Regions from separate parts of the Mus musculus genome. Here all the other regions are linked to region 3. Evidence: chromatin contacts called from public HiChIP or PLAC-seq data. All regions are on one chromosome and are shown on one strand. Each heading gives the region's core, a stretch centred on a gene start, on an enhancer-like site or on the middle of the called end of the contact. The rest is flanking DNA. Distances are from core to core; before and after follow the strand shown.

What was found. HiChIP or PLAC-seq counts read pairs in DNA pulled down with a chosen protein or histone mark.
Region 1: a contact with region 3 is called in a FOXA1 HiChIP or PLAC-seq map of pancreatic cancer cells. The contact joins two enhancer-like sites. A contact is called at or near these places in 2 of 484 Hi-C or Micro-C datasets (liver and nephron progenitors) and 2 of 115 datasets of contacts at active chromatin or transcription factors (embryonic stem cells and pancreatic cancer cells).
Region 2: an HNF4G HiChIP or PLAC-seq map of pancreatic cancer cells shows a contact between it and region 3. The contact joins two enhancer-like sites. A contact is called at or near these places in 3 of 484 Hi-C or Micro-C datasets (the HL-1 cell line, myocytes and nephron progenitors) and 3 of 115 datasets of contacts at active chromatin or transcription factors (embryonic fibroblasts, embryonic stem cells and pancreatic cancer cells).

The regions. Positions count from the first base shown.
Region 1 is chr17:31,964,432-31,967,245 of GRCm38.p6, forward strand. All of the region lies in intron 7 of Hsf2bp (heat shock transcription factor 2 binding protein), which reads right to left. Among named protein-coding and RNA genes, the nearest start is that of Gm30571, 53 kb to the left of the region's middle. Within about 2 kb of position 1,435, at least 93 of the 459 cell types and tissues checked have an H3K27ac peak or open chromatin away from gene starts, as enhancers often do. A contact at or near this core is called in pancreatic cancer cells, where this site is marked.
Region 2 is chr17:31,981,789-31,984,866 of GRCm38.p6, forward strand. The region is part of intron 7 of Hsf2bp (heat shock transcription factor 2 binding protein); the gene reads right to left. Among named protein-coding and RNA genes, the nearest start is that of Hsf2bp, 51 kb to the right of the region's middle. Within about 2 kb of position 1,258, at least 94 of the 459 cell types and tissues checked have an H3K27ac peak or open chromatin away from gene starts, as enhancers often do. A contact at or near this core is called in the HL-1 cell line, embryonic fibroblasts and pancreatic cancer cells, where this site is marked.
Region 3 is chr17:31,806,921-31,809,848 of GRCm38.p6, forward strand. No RefSeq gene overlaps it. Among named protein-coding and RNA genes, the nearest start is that of Gm41563, 17 kb to the right of the region's middle. Within about 2 kb of position 1,396, at least 79 of the 459 cell types and tissues checked have an H3K27ac peak or open chromatin away from gene starts, as enhancers often do. A contact at or near this core is called in the HL-1 cell line, embryonic fibroblasts and pancreatic cancer cells, where this site is marked.

The DNA of each region.
Region 1 (2,814 bases), core at 185-2,684, 160 kb after region 3:
AGTTTTATGTTGAGGTCTTTGACCCATTTGGACTTGAGTTTTGTGCAAGTTGATAAATATGAATCTATTTGCATTCTTCTACATGCAGGTATCTAGATAGACCACCAGCATTTGTTGAAGAAGCTTTTTTTTCCCCATTGTATGCTTTGGTTTGTCAAAACTCAAGTATCCATAGATATTTGAGCTTATTTCTGGCTCTTCAATTCTAATTCATTGATTAGCCTGTCTGTTTTTATCCCAATACCATGAGGTCTTTATTACTATTGTTCTATAGTGCAGCTGGAAATCAAGGTTAGTGATACCTCCAGAAGTTCTTTTATTGAATAGGATTGTTTTAGCTATCCTGGGTTTTTCGTTTTTCCATATGAAGTTGATAATTGCTCTCTCAAGCTCTGTAAAGAGCGGGGTTGGAAACCTTATGGGAATTGCATTGATTCTGTAGATTGCTTTTGGTAAGATGGCCATTTTTACTATGTCTTCTGAGAGGTTTCATTCAGCAGCTGATGGAAAGACAGATTCAGAGACCCACAGCCAAGCTCAGGGAGTCTTGTGAAAGAGTGAGGGGTAAGGTAGAAGGATGGAAAGAGCCAGAGGGGTCAAAGACACCACAGGAAGACCTACAGAGTCAACAAACCTGGACCCTTGGGGGTTCACAGACTGAACCACCAACCTTTCAAGGAGCATGCAGGGGTTCAACCTAGCCTCCCCCCTCCCCACATTTGTAGTAGATGTGCAGTTTGGTCTTCATGTGAGTCTCCTAACAACTGGAGTGGGGGTGGGGAGTGGGGTGGGAGGGGCCTTTCTCTGACTCTGTTGCCTTCCTTTGGATCCCTATCCCCTAGCTGGGCTGCCTTGTCTGATCTCAGTAGGAGAGAATGCACTTAGTCCTGCTGTGACTTGATGTGCCAGGGCAGGCTGGTACCCATGGTACTTCTGAGGAGAAGGAAAGGGAGTAATGGGGGGAGGGTGTTGTGAGGGTACACCTTGGAGGAGAAGAGGGAGGGGGGCTGTGATCAGGATGTAAAGTGAATACATATATAAATTAATTCACTGTATGAGCAATACTCAGAGTAAGGCTCATTTACCCTGTAAGTAAAAGGCCCCTTTTATGTGAATAAGGCAACTACAATACAAATATAAAGAAACTGCAGGAGGAACAAAATAACTAGGTGTTGGACCCAGCACAGGCCCCCAAATAGCAGTGCTGCTGACAATGTCCTCAATGACACAGTCTGCCTCAGCTCAGGCTGGACTCTGACCAGGTCAACAGAAGGATCGCTGTGGGCAAACAAAAGCCTAAACTCCACATTCCTCAGAACCCTTGTAAAGTTGCTTTCTGTTTGTTGGGAAAAGCCATCACTTCCCTTACCCACCCCTTACAGCCAACTGCCTCTGGCAGGAGCATCTAGTTCCTGATTAACTCAGTCAGACAAACCTGTAACAGATTAAAGTCCCTTGGTACTTTCCAGGCTATTCTGGCCCACATCAGACCTCCCCTTGCTCTAACTTGCAGGCTGTTCTGGCTTACATGCTTCCCTCCCTCACTGCTAGCTGTCTCCTTAAAACTAACAAGACTTCTCCCAGCGTTTTGGCTGTTCTACCCCCTACTTTGAGACAGCCTGGAAGTTAGATTCCCCACTAAACCTTTCCTTCTACTTGTGGAGTGGTCTAGGTAGAGTGGTCAGCCTACTGGTGGTTCCACTGCACCCTCGCTGACACTGGGCATGCTAGAAAGAGCTTTGTGGACCCCTGGAAAGGATAAGACTGGAGTCATGAGATAAATACAGCCAAGGGTACAGCCAATAGGGATAACCTCATGATGACTCCATAAGAGCTCAGTCACTGTGACAATAGTTGAAGGGAGGGAAACTATCATAGACCATGTATATAGAAGAGTAATACAGAACTCAGTCCCAGTCACAGAAACCTGGCACTTAGAGACAGGTGAGGCAATATGATGAAGGATCACCAAACAAAGGGGACATGCTAGGACTGTCTCACACAGAGGGGACATGCTAGGACTGACTGTCTTAAAAGGGTCTATAGGACCCCTGCCTTTAGAGGCCTTGCTCCCTCCCAGAACTCATGTGGGAATCTAAATGCCATTCGTGAGTTGTTAGTAGTGTTAAAGTGTAAATAATATACTAATTGCTTTTAGTGGTAAGGCCTTTGGGAATTAATTCAATCATTAGTGACTGAACCCTGGTAGCTTCGTAAAAGTAGATAAAGACACACATAGACCTGAGTTGTCTATTACAACAGGATGCAGCACAGGTGTTCCTTACCAGAACATTAACAGAGCTGTTAAGGCATTGACCCTCAAACCCATGAACCAAAATAAGCATTTTCAAAATTTACAAATTAACCTGCCTTGGGTATTTCAGTGTAGTGACAGGTTAATACAATGGTTTTAAAGCAGCCACCATGAGAGTTCCTCAATGAACAAAGGTGTAAAGTCTTAAAAATGATCCTAGCAAATAAAGAGAAAGTATACTTAGTAACAAAGCAAGCTAGAACTGAAAATACAATAACTGAGACAAAGTGGTTACTAGAGAGAGAATTAAAGGGCGAGGTGAAGAAAATCTGTGAGGGCCAGAAGAACGCCTCAGTGAGTAGAGTGTTAGCCAGGCAGGCCCAGCCATTCAGGTGTGACCCCAGAACCCACATAAAAAAGCTGCCTGTGCTAGTTCACATCAGCATGGTGGCAATGTGTTCCTATGCACACAAGCACAGAAAAACAAAGAAATGAAAGATGAGTGGAGGAAAAGACAGGAAAATGGAATGAAGCAATGTGAGCTAGCAAGAGAAAGATGA
Region 2 (3,078 bases), core at 8-2,507, 170 kb after region 3:
ATTTCTAGTGAGGCAGGAAAGGGCCATAATGCAGCGCAAGCAGCCAGTCTTTGTGACCTGCTCAGGCCTCCATCTGACTGGGCAGAGCTCACTGCACCAGTCCGTCTACTAACCGCAAAGTTAATGTCATCTCCAAACATCCTCCCAAGTGTGTGAGAATGTCTAACAACTGTGTGGACATAGTGGCACAGTCAAGGTGACATACAGAGTAACAGCACCGGGCTCAGCCAGGGAGAGTCAGCTTGGCTATTCATTTTTCAAGGAGACTTTTCCTCATTCCACTCACAGGTCACAGAAATACATTTTCCTGATGATCAGAGGTAGGGGACATCTCCACTAAGTACTTTCAGGAGTTCTTTATTAGGTTAGTACTGACATTCAAACTTAGGCTGTATCCCCTGTCCTCTAAGCGTTGGGCGGCAGATTCTGAAGGTCAGGCGTGATAAAGAAGTTCCGTTAAACTGACACAGCTCTAACCCCAGCACACAGTAAACTGAGGCAGATCACGAGCTGAAAGCAAAACCAGACTGCAAAACAAGCAGCTCTCAGCTAGTCTCTGTCCTGTTTGAGCTTTATTCTTTAAGTACAATTTTAGTTCAAAGAAGCATTTTTAACAAAATTTTTCTCTCTCAGCTCTTGGTTCAAGGAAGAAAGCTGGCCAGTGCTCTGTTCCCTCCTACTCCTGGCTCCCAACTCAAGTCCTGAAAGCTGGCCACAGGACCTGCAGGGATGAGATGACGGTGGCTCAGAACAGGGAGGACAGGGCGGCTGCTATGCTAGGTATGTTTGAAAGCTCAGTCAGCAGTCCTCCAAACAGACTAGATCTTGGTGTGACCGATAAAAAGAAATCAAGAGTTGCTGGGGGAGGGGGCCTAAACAGGCTGATAAGTTGGGAAGGAAAGTTTTGATTCACTGAGACTAGGCAGACTGTGGTTAGGGCTGGTGTGGAAAAGACTGGGAGTCTGGTGTAAACATTGGATGGGAACGTCTATTCAGTGTGCCTGTGGATTCATCAAACAGAGCTGGCTCTGAGTCTAGAGCTCTGGAGGAAGTCTGAGCTGAAGACACAGGTAGTAAAGCTTGCATTCTTCAGATCACTCGAGAAGCCAAGTAGTTGTAAGATGGGTGTGAATGCCACGCGCACATCCGTAGTCTATCCAGGGAATGCAGCACCACGGCCACAGTGGGATTCTAACACTAGTCTGCATTAGCGGTTGCATAACATGTGGTCACCACCCCAATACACATTGTCCTCATCAGCTATTTGCTAGAGTTCTGTGCCAGTTCTGCGGCTGAAGAGGAATGTGAAGAATCTGGACCCAGCCTGGGAAAAAGGCAGCCATGTAGATGAACAAATGAAAGAAAATGAAGTCTAGCAAAGTTTAGAAGGAATGAGATGAGCTTACCAGAGATAGGCACAGCAACCACTGGTTCTGGTCTCGGAAGCACAGGGTTTGAAAACTCAGAAGCAACTGCTTAGGTCAAGCAAAGAAAAAGGGAAACAAGCTTCCCTTGAAGTACAAGATCCTTAGATCAGAAATAAAGACTAGAGCTGACACCTACTGTATTAGGTCTAAGAGCCTGAGGTGGACTCCCACTGTACAGATCCGAGAAGTGAATTCAACACATTAGATCGTTTTACCAGTAAGAAAGCTTCGATTGCCACCTCCATGTAGTAAGCCTAAGGCTGTGCTCTTTAAAGACATCAAGCTCCATGACAGGGGTTATGTGATAAAGCAGAAACTGATTTCTGAGAGGCAGCAAGCTCCTGGCTTCAGAGCTTTCTAACAGTACTAGAGATTTCTGAGCAAAACTGAATACATCTCACAAAGCAGATCCCCTACTGACAGAAGAGCACAGGCAGCCAGTCTTCAAATTCTTTCCTGGCCTGAGGTCAGAAGGTCGGGTCCTGAGCACAAGCATCAGTTTCCCAGGCAGCCAACACGCTCCTGTTCCCCCACTTCATGATAAAACATATTCTCAGCTTTCTAAACTTCAGGGCAGGGCTAGGGAAGCGGCTCAGGAGCAGACTTGCAGAGCATGCCTGGAACCCTAGGTGCAGCAGCAGCAGCAGGACCACTACCACCACCAAACCTTAAAACACATTAAATTCTAAAACACTAAAATCAGAGCGACATAAAACAGCGCGTACATAACTCAGTGGTTAAGCGTCTAGCGTCGAGTCTAGCATGTTCTGTTTGACTGTAGAAGGAATAACTTTAAAGTTATCGAGTGAGATAAGCTGGCAACAGACCTCAAGGTTTGGGCTGTGCTTGTTAAGTTCAAAGAACCAAGAACTGTCTTTAAGGACAAGAAATCCTGAAAAGTCAAACAGCCCAGAGCAAAGTGCTACTTTAAGATACCTTAGAGAGCTGGTGTATGGTGTTGAATGCCTTTAATCCCAGTACTCAGAAGGCAGAGGCAGGCAGATTTCTGTGAGTTTAAGGCAAGCCTAGTCTACAAAGTGAGTTCCAGGACAGCCAAGGCTATTACAAAAAGAAACTTTGTCTTGCACGCATGCGTGCGCACACAACACACACATACATGGAAAAGATACCTTAGAAATCATTCCATTGAGTCTGTGACACAGAATCAAGGCAAACTCTGGACTAGCACAGCTAGGGCCTCCGAGAATGTTTAGCCTAGATTCGTCCTTCATAAGCAAGCAAATACCTCACAAAGGCTGCTAGAAGGTCACTAGTACAAGTTGGATTAAACAAAGCCAGGCATGCTGTTTAAAAGCAAAAGTCTGGAAAACCAAGCAAAGCCAATTCTAATGGTGTGTGGCTCTGACTAGTGCCTGCAGAGCAGCTTTCATGGTGGATAGGGCCTACAACAGGCAATCAGGGTTCAAACCCAGCTTCACTGGCACACAGCTGCTAAAGCCACTTGGTCTTCTCATCTGAGAGCAGGCAGGAATGCCTTTCCTCACAGGAAACTCACAATAAACCCTAGTGCATCTGTGCTCACGGAGAGCAGCAGAGCTTCGGGATTATCTTCTCCCTAGCCATCTCCTCCAGGCTAGTACTGAGGACCTGCACACCAACACCAAGTCCAGAAATCACCTGAGTCTGTGAT
Region 3 (2,928 bases), core at 146-2,645:
CACCCTAGGTCCCCTCTCCATTTTTTCCTGACTTAAAACTTGTACCACCCCCCCCCCCCCCCCCACATACCAGCAGCTACCCGGTGAATGCCAGGAGGTGATCTCGGGTTAGGTACATCCTATACCAAGGGGTGGAGGGGGCCTCATCCCCTCATCCCTCCTTTACTAGGAAGCTAGGGCTTCACTCCCAGTCTATCTTCCCCTGGAAGCAGAGCCTGGGATGTGGGGTGTCCTTGTGAAGGTGATTTATTTCAAGAATTGACCCCAGGTCGTTGTGGGGTGAATCATGTCTCTCTCAAAATTTGTATTTCCTTCATAATTCCCAATGCCTCAAAATATGTCTTTGGAGACAGGGCTTTTCAGGGTAACTCAGGTTGCCTGGAGTCATTCAAGTGAGTCTGACCCAATCTGCCTAGTGTCCTCATAGGTAGAGGCGAGTAGGGTGTCCAGCCACCAGAGATGTGCACACAGGAGAGTTTATATTGCATCTTGGAGGTACAAAGTTGAAAATGTGTCTTGGTATTTTTGTGATATCCTGGGGTCTGGAAGGTGGCACAGACCAGCGAGGAAAGACTAGAGCATTAGAAAACTTTCCTGGGGCTGGAGAGATGGCTCCGAGGTTAAGAGCACAGACTGCTCTTCCAGAGGTCCTGAGTTCAATTCCCAGCAACCACATGGTGGCTCACAACCATCTGTAATGGAATCAGATGTCCTTTTCTGGTGTGTCTGAAGACAGCTATGATGTACTCATATACATAAAACAAATAAATCTTTTTATTTATTTTATTTTTTTATTTTTGGACACAGGATTTCTCTGTGTGGCCCTGGCTGTCCTGGAACTCAGTCTGTAGACAAGATTGGCCTTGAATTCAGAAATATGCCTGCCTCTGCCTCCCAAGTGCTGGGATTAAAGGCATGTGTCACCACTGCCTGGCAAAAAAATAAATCTTTAAAAAAAAAGAAAAAGAAAGAAAGAAAGAGAGAGAGAGAGAGAGAGAGAGAGAGAGAGAGAGAGAGAGAGAGAGAGAGAGAGAGAGAAAGAAAGAAAGAAAGAAAGAAAGAAAGAAAGAAAGAAAGAAAGAAAGAAAGAAAGAAAGAAAGCCTTCCTGGGTGTTGGTAGCACACAAGGACACTGAAGGTCTGGGAAACAGAAATCCCCGAGGTGGGCAGAGTTTCAGCCTGGGGTGGGGGAGGGGGGTGTAACTTGCTACTTCCTACCCTACAAACACATGGATCTACTTAGTGCCTTCAAGTCCTGACCCTCAGGAGCCATCAAAAGGGAGCGACTTGCCCAGCTATGCCTAGTGCCCCGGGGCCTTCCCTGTCACTCACTGGAGCCAGGAGTCAACTCCTAGCCTTTCCATTCCCAGCAGAGGCCACTCCCAAGGTCCCCAGCAAGGTCATTTCCTTGTGGTCTTATCCTAACAAAAGAACGGGCCCTCTTGTGACCACAGCATTCCTTAGGTGCTTAGAGTTACAGAAAAGAAGAAGAAAAAAATCTTTCATCAGCAGGGCCATGGCCCATCTCCTTTGTTCACGTAGGTTACTCGGACTAGATCCGCAGGCAAAAGGTGCATGCTTGTCTTTGGCCTCTCCTGAAACACGAGGACCCTCAGGGAAGACCAAGAAATGAAGTGTCTGGAAGTTGAAGTCAGCCTTGCCTTGCAGGGCCCGGGGGTCTCCCAGGCAGAGAGCCCATGCTGCCCTTCTTCCTCATACTGTATATGACACCTACTTCCTGCCCAGGCCCCCAGACCTGCCCATGTACAGAGTCCCCTGGGATCTTTATGGCTGGGAACAGATGTCACAGACAGCTCTGCAGGAGGCCCAGCTGGGCTGCGAGTGACATCAGCATCTCTATCCCGCCCTGACTGGGGGGTCTTGAGGAAGGAGCTTGCTGACCACCTCTTCCACATCACTGCTGTACTTATAAACAAAACTGGCCAATTCCAAGTAGTAAAAGAAGCTGTCTCCCTGGGTCTTAGGATGCCACCAGACCTGTTCAGCCCTTTCCATTCCACAGAAGTGGAGACAAAATCCAACACGGTCCCATCACCTGTCTTCCCCAGATCTCTTTCCAAGAGAGATTCAGTTTCCCCTCGCCTGGGAACTGTCACCCCAACACCCAACCCCATCTAGAACGTGCTGGCCATCCTTGTTCTTGATGATAAAGGTCGACTGAGACGGGACATGAGAGGGGACAAGACTGGGATCCTAGAGAGTCGTCTATGTGACCACAAGAGCAAGTTGTACCAATGAGTACAGTGGATGAAACTAGTCTTCAGGACTGAACAAAACAAAACAAAACAAAACAAAACAAAACAAAACAAAACAAAACAAAAAAAGGACCTCGTGACAGAGATGTGCCAGACAGTGCTCGCACCTGCTCATGGGGATGCTCTACAATGGTGATGCTGAGGAGAGGAAGTGACACCCTTACGGAGGCCTCCAGCCCAAAGCAACCACTGTACCGCGCATGGATGGCAGAGCCTACCCCTGCCAGCCTGGCAACAGAATCTTTCCTGAGGTCCTGAGTTCCGGGTTTTCTCCCTTAGGGTAAGACAGCAGGGCTGACCTGCTTGAGCTAGAGAAAGCTGGCCCAGCTGAGGTGCTGGAGAACCTGGGGCTGGTCTCTTGGTGAGCAGGGAGGAGCAGTCATTATAAGGCCCAAACTTGTGTCTGCTTTGTTGGGCAAGTGCAGGAGAGCTTTTTAAGCCCACCCTCACTAGCCAGTTCTGTCCTAGGCTGGAAACAATAGGGAGCTGATGGTTGCTTCCTAATTAACGTAGCACTTGGTGCTTCTAACCCCCGTCCCCAGAACCCCGTTTTGTCTCCTTGTGGAAGATGGACTCCAGTGAGCATAAGGCACCAAGGGCTTCAGGGTAGAAGATCCTCTTCAATGCTGACAATCCCCAGGCGAGTGCCCTC